2 separate regions of the Danio rerio genome follow, and region 2 is linked to region 1. Evidence: chromatin contacts called from public Micro-C data. All regions are on one chromosome and are shown on one strand. Each heading gives the region's core, a stretch centred on a gene start, on an enhancer-like site or on the middle of the called end of the contact. The rest is flanking DNA. Distances are from core to core; before and after follow the strand shown.

Region 1 (3,032 bases), core at 497-2,996:
GGAGGGATCAATGCGTGGCGGTATGCCAGACACTCTTAAACTGGCACAGTGATCTCAGGGGGAATACCCACAAGCACACACACATACATACTCCTGCCCCCCGGCACCAGGAACAGATGCCACAGCCAGCGCAGTGAACCCATCACTTGATAATGAAGCAAGAAATAATCCCACTAACACACACATACCACGTACAACAGCGCCGCTCTCTTACACAACAACAATAGCCTCACACACACAAATTGTCTCCAGACTTGCACTACGCAGACACCACAGCTCAATTCTCCTGTGCAGCAGTAATTGCGCATTCATGAGGACAAATATTCACACTCTGTGTCTAACTATTAACTTATTGTGCTTTCATCTTGTACAATTCATCTCCTTGTAAGGGAATCAAGCTGTAACAGCTCCCTGCCCTTACAGCACGCACACGCACTCACAAAGAGAGAGGGAAAGAGCTTGAGTGTTTTGATGAGTGAAAGGAACGGTGTATTTGTGTGACCTTACTGACATTAGTTTCTTTAGAGATTCAAAGTGTATTTGGGCTCAGTTTAACAAACTATTAACAAATTGAGGAAATGAGAAATTAATTTAAACATAAATCTAAAAGTTGAATATGGATTTAATTTTTTTTTAGAAATGTATAGAATTTAGTAAATAAAAATATTTAAAAGATTCATTTACAATACAATGCAAAATTAAACAAAAAAATATTAAAATGTTCTAAAGAGACCAGATTAAATAAACATTTGATAAATAATGAAAATAAAATATGAATATATAAACAATAACATGATTTTCTGACTTAAAAACATTTATTTGCAGGACCCTTTAATACAACTCACCAGTAAATGAACTTTAATTGAAATGTGACAAAGATACTATCGTGTTTTTTAATATTATGAAAAATGAAATATATAGCATTTTAATTATTCATTATTTTATTTATAAATAATAAAAACAGACATCATGACCTTTAAACAAACTACTTTAAAAAAAATAATCACACATTGTGACTTCAGGATGTAATGCACTGACCTCACCTTGTGCATTTTTTATAGCACATATGCCAATTTCATCTGTAAAACTTGCAGTGAAATGCAGTAATCTGTGTGTACCCTTGTGGCTGAACCCTTAAAAGATCATACGAGTATAGTTGCTCAGTGTTGGCACGGTGCCATGTCTGTCTGCCTCAGGAGGCTGCTGGCGTGTAACTCATTCTGATATTCGTCTGAGTAATGTTTTATTATTCTTGCTTACCTTTACCACACGAGTTGACTAAATCAGAGATGTGATGTTTATATCTGAAGCGCAATCAGTCGTGTCGCTCTCTGTTTTCCCTCTCGTTCCGCTCCTGTGGTCCCGCTGGCTTCATCAATAACTACTTATCCACGATCCATCAGCGCGAGCCTCGCCGACTTGCAGAAATCGATAGGGTTTCGACGGGGAAAGTATCATCCAAAGACGAGCAGTCAGTCAGTCACAGTGTGAACAAAGCCGCTGTGATGTGACGGAATCTCGGCTGCGTGTCCGCGCAGGTCGCGTCGCTTTGTGCCTCAGTGACCTCACCGGCAGACGGTGCAACGTCGCAGCGTTTCCTTTCAACGGGAGTCGTTAACGTCAATGGACACGAGCAGCGTCGCCCCATTCCTTGAAACAAACAGAAAACAGCTTTTTGCTCCGGATCAGTCTCGTCCCAGCAGCAGTGCCTCCTCGGCGGTTTGCGTGTGTGTTTGTGTGCGCGTCTGGTTTTGGTCAGAGCAGAAGAGCTGCGTTTAACTTGCACCGGGAGCGCGCAGGAGAAGTGGAGCGGGCGGGCACGAGGCCAATCATCTGTTAGACATTTCCCTTTTCAGGAGCGCTTTTCTCTGGTCTTCCCTATAGAAGAGGTGGAGTGAGTGGGTTTTGGCTCTCTGGCTGCAGTTCAGGTCCCGCCATAACCCCCTGTTCTGTCACGCGCACCTATAACGTTACAGTAAAGACCCATAGACTTGTGTTTTTCTTTTGCTAAACGCACCCGTTAGAAACTCAATGTGGGTGGCATGTGGGATTCTTGCATTTAATTTAATGTTATTTATAAATGATGCACTGTATTATTTTAGTTATTTATTTGTACTTTTATTTAATAATGTATTATTAAATAACTAACTGATATTAATTACAAGTCTGTTTAGCAAGTTTTACTATATATTTGCTTGCTGTATGTCTAGTTTTTATTATTTTTAACAGTTTTGAGGACAATTTCAGATATCATTAGTATAGTGAAACAAATGCTGAACAATTAGCATAACAACCCCAAAACTAAAACCAACCCACAAAATGACCTAAACAGGCTCAACTCAGCGTTTTTAGTGTGTAGTTTAGACACGTGAGATTACAAGTGACACAATGTAATTTAATTATTGTTGTTATCCTATTAAAATGTATATTTATATTTGTATGTGCATCTTTTATTGTGATATAAAAACACTTACTGTTTTAAAAAAAGTTTAGAATTCAACTAAATATTTAGTTAATTTTATGGTACATTTTATTTGGCAGATTTTCTGAATATATTTTTTAGCTTCACCTTATTTTTAAGGACATTTTTAGCAACGCATCCTCACAAGAACAAGCGTGCACAGACACACACAGAGACAAAGGCTTTTTTCTTGCTCAGTTTTCCTCTGACTTCAGGTTCCAAAAAACACACCCTGTTTCTAGTTAAAAGCAGACATTCACTTCTGTGCCAGAGTCCGTCATTTATTTTCTTGTGTGAAAAGCAGCCCTGTGTTGAAATAGTTTTCCAGGTGACTGGGGGCTTCACAGAGAAACTGCATCTTTGAAATAAATGGAAACCATGCATTGTGGTCTGCTGTACCAGCACTTTAAAACTCTTTTTCTCTGTCTCTTTACTATTTAGGAAATGGAAATTGACTAAGTAAGCATTTACATTTTGTTGTTTTGTTTGTTTCATTCTATTTAGTTTAAAAAAATAACCATTACTAAACCTTTAAGTTTTTTTGGACCATTTTACACGTACACATTCTTTA
Region 2 (2,956 bases), core at 198-2,697, 33 kb after region 1:
ATTACCGGTAAGAATAATATATATATTTAAAACTGAAAAATTAAGACAATTAATTAATTCAATTATGAATTAAATTTTAGATTTATACAGGGCTTAATAAATTAAATAAATTTATGAGTGTCCCTAACAAAAATATTTAATACATTTAATAATACAAAAATAATAATAATTTTGTTTGAATTTTTTAAAATAAATTTTCAAATACACTTGAAGTCAGAATTATTAGCCCCCCTGATTATTTTTTCCCCAATTTCTGTTTAACGGAGAGAAGATTTTTTTCAACAGATTTCTAAACATAATAGTTTTAATAACTAATTTGTAATAACTGACCTGTTTTATATTTGCCATGATTACAGTAAATAATCTTTGATATATTTTTCAAGACACTTCGTTACAGCTTAAAGTGATATTTAAAGGCTTAACTAGGTTAAATATTAAGGTTAGGTTAATTAGGCAAGTTATTGTATAAGGATGGTTTGTTCTGTAGGAAAAAAAATAAAGCTTAAAGGGGCTAATAATTTTGACCTTAAAATGGTTTTTTAAAAAATTTAAAACTGCTTATATTCTACCTAAAATAAAACAAATAAGACTTTCTCCAGGAGAAAAAAATATTATCAGACATACTGTGAAAATTTCCTTGCTCTGTTAAACATTATTTGGGAAATATTTAAAAAAGAAACAAAAATCAAAAGGGGTAAATAATTCTAACTTCAACTGTATAGTTTTGATATTGGAAAAAGGTTGAATAGATGATGATATTTATGACAATTACTACTGTATATTGATTATTACTTTAATTCATAACCTGAAATATGTATATTTTCTAAATCATAAATGAATTGTGTTTTTAAAATTTGACTATACTAAAATGGATATGCACCAGGATACAGCAGGCGCAAACTCAGAATCAGAGTTTACTTTTAATGAGGCTGGATGAAAGAAGCATTGCTGCGATTAAGGCGATAGAGAAGCACTCTTGTTTTCATTTCACGTTGAATGACGTCTTTGATCATCAACACTGCAGCATTTTCAACCTCCGGCAATGAGCAAAAATGTCTGTGAATGAGAGGCTCTGCCCTACTGTATATCTTGTGTTTCAATTTGATCTGAATGCCAGTATTGATGCCAGAACTACAACAGTTGGAATTGCCAAGAAGAGTGATCAATAGCGTGACCCTGAACTTGATTTTTTAGGGCTCATAAACCGTCCAAACAACACGCAATGAATAGCAATACTAAAGCATCAGTAAGGTGTTATAAACCTCTTTGGTTCCAACAGCAAACGCTCAGCTCATTTGTTATGTATGAGTGAAGGAATGTGTGTATGTGTGTTTGTGCAATGTGAATGTGAGCGTAAATGTAAATGTGTGTGTGTTTTAGCAGCTCATGTATTATACAGATGGCCTGAGGCTACAGGCTCTCCTGCCTCCAGGAAAACAGCTCATGAGAAAAGCATGCGGCTCTATGTGTCTCTGTGTGCAGTAGTTCACAGAAGCAGAGGCTGAAATCAGAGAGAGATTTTCCACCCGCTTCCTGCTTTTTTTCTTTCTGACAGCACTTCCCTTTGACACATTTTCATTCTCTTTATAGCCCGTCGTAATCTTCCTGCTCTGTTTTCCAGATAATTCCAGCAGGGATTTTGGCTCGGAATGCAATAATGGCAATTGAGGGACAATTGGAAGTAGAGAAAATAACCCTAATCCTGTTCATTACCCATGATTATTGACAGTCATCACAGAGCCATTTATGTAGCAGTTTAAAAGCAGAGATCATCATCTTTCTCTCAAAAGCAGAATAACAGAATTGTGTCCTTTTCTAAGAAAGGTTTTTTTTCTTTCTTCTTTCATCTTGCCTCATACTGCAGCTCTGTGAGTGTTTGTGTGGAAAAAGTAGAAGAAGAAAAACAAACAAACAATGTGTTCTGGCTCTTTATGTAAAAATTTATTCTTCCAAAACCATCCAGATTCACTTGACATGTGATATATGCATGATCTGAACCCTTTTACTCTCTGTAAAACTCACCGCTGCCAGAGAAAAAAACAGCCCACAGTCATTTTTATTAAAAACAGCTTTCATTCAGATTTTTCTTCTGGGTCTGTTACTGACTTTTCTATGAAAAAAGTTCTGAGTCATGCCAGAATTCCAGTGAAAAACAGGCATGTCTTATCTCACCATTTGTTGTTAAGCAGCGCCATCTAGTGTAATGATAAAAAAATGCATTTATTCATTCATTCATTCATTTTCTTGTCGGCTTAGTCCCTTTATTAATCTGGGGTCGCCACAGCGGAATGAACCGCCAATTTATCCAGCAAGTTTTTTTACACAGCGGATGCCCTTTCAGCCGCAACCTATCTCTGGGAAAATACATGCATTTAGTTGGCCATTTTTCAAGATAAGCCTTTGGTGTGTCCAGAACGTGTCTGTAAACTTTCAGCTGAAAATACCCATCAGATTTTTCATTATAGATGCTAGTATCTGCCCATTTTTGGCTTTTGAATACATTAAAGCTGTTTTTGTAGCCTATGGCTTTAAATGCAAATGAGCAGCTTCTCCCCGCAAACAATTCCCCCCTGCATGTCTGCTTTTCATTATACATTGTGTCAGATAAACAGCCGTCAGTGATAGAGAAAGACTCTGATGAAGCTGTGATTTACTGACACCATGTGGTGGTGATTATAGCTGTTAAGAATTAAATAGCGATTTTACTTTCTTTATTACAAACATGCTGTTTTAAAAACGTTTAAACTTAGAAAAATCAGAAAAGTCACAGAGTTTATTTTCAAAAAATGTTCTGTGGACCTGTATATATGTTATTACAGAAATATGACGATATGTCAATCAATTCGGTGAGCGGGGAAAACCACACTCCTACATAATGTTGCGGTGGGCCTCAAAATCTGTGGGATTTGGGTCCTATTTTAACATCAGGATATTTTTAAAAAGAGACTTCTTGTGT

Evidence for each region. A called contact is a pair of places that touch in the nucleus more often than the background predicts.
Region 2: a contact with region 1 is called in a Micro-C map of caudal fin, with 3 times the contacts expected there. The contact joins the enhancer-like site here to the promoter of sertad4 in region 1. A contact is called at or near these places in 2 of 18 Hi-C or Micro-C datasets (caudal fin and an unstated tissue).

The regions. Positions count from the first base shown.
Region 1 is chr13:35,235,583-35,238,614 of GRCz12tu, forward strand. sertad4 (SERTA domain containing 4) reads right to left here and starts at 1,747. Exons shown (of 4, transcript XM_005156955.6): 1 at 1,261-1,747.
Region 2 is chr13:35,269,039-35,271,994 of GRCz12tu, forward strand. The region is part of intron 3 of syt14a (synaptotagmin XIVa); the gene reads right to left. Among named protein-coding and RNA genes, the nearest start is that of sertad4, 33 kb to the left of the region's middle. Within about 2 kb of position 1,448, at least 18 of the 62 cell types and tissues checked have an H3K27ac peak or open chromatin away from gene starts, as enhancers often do. A contact at or near this core is called in caudal fin, where this site is marked.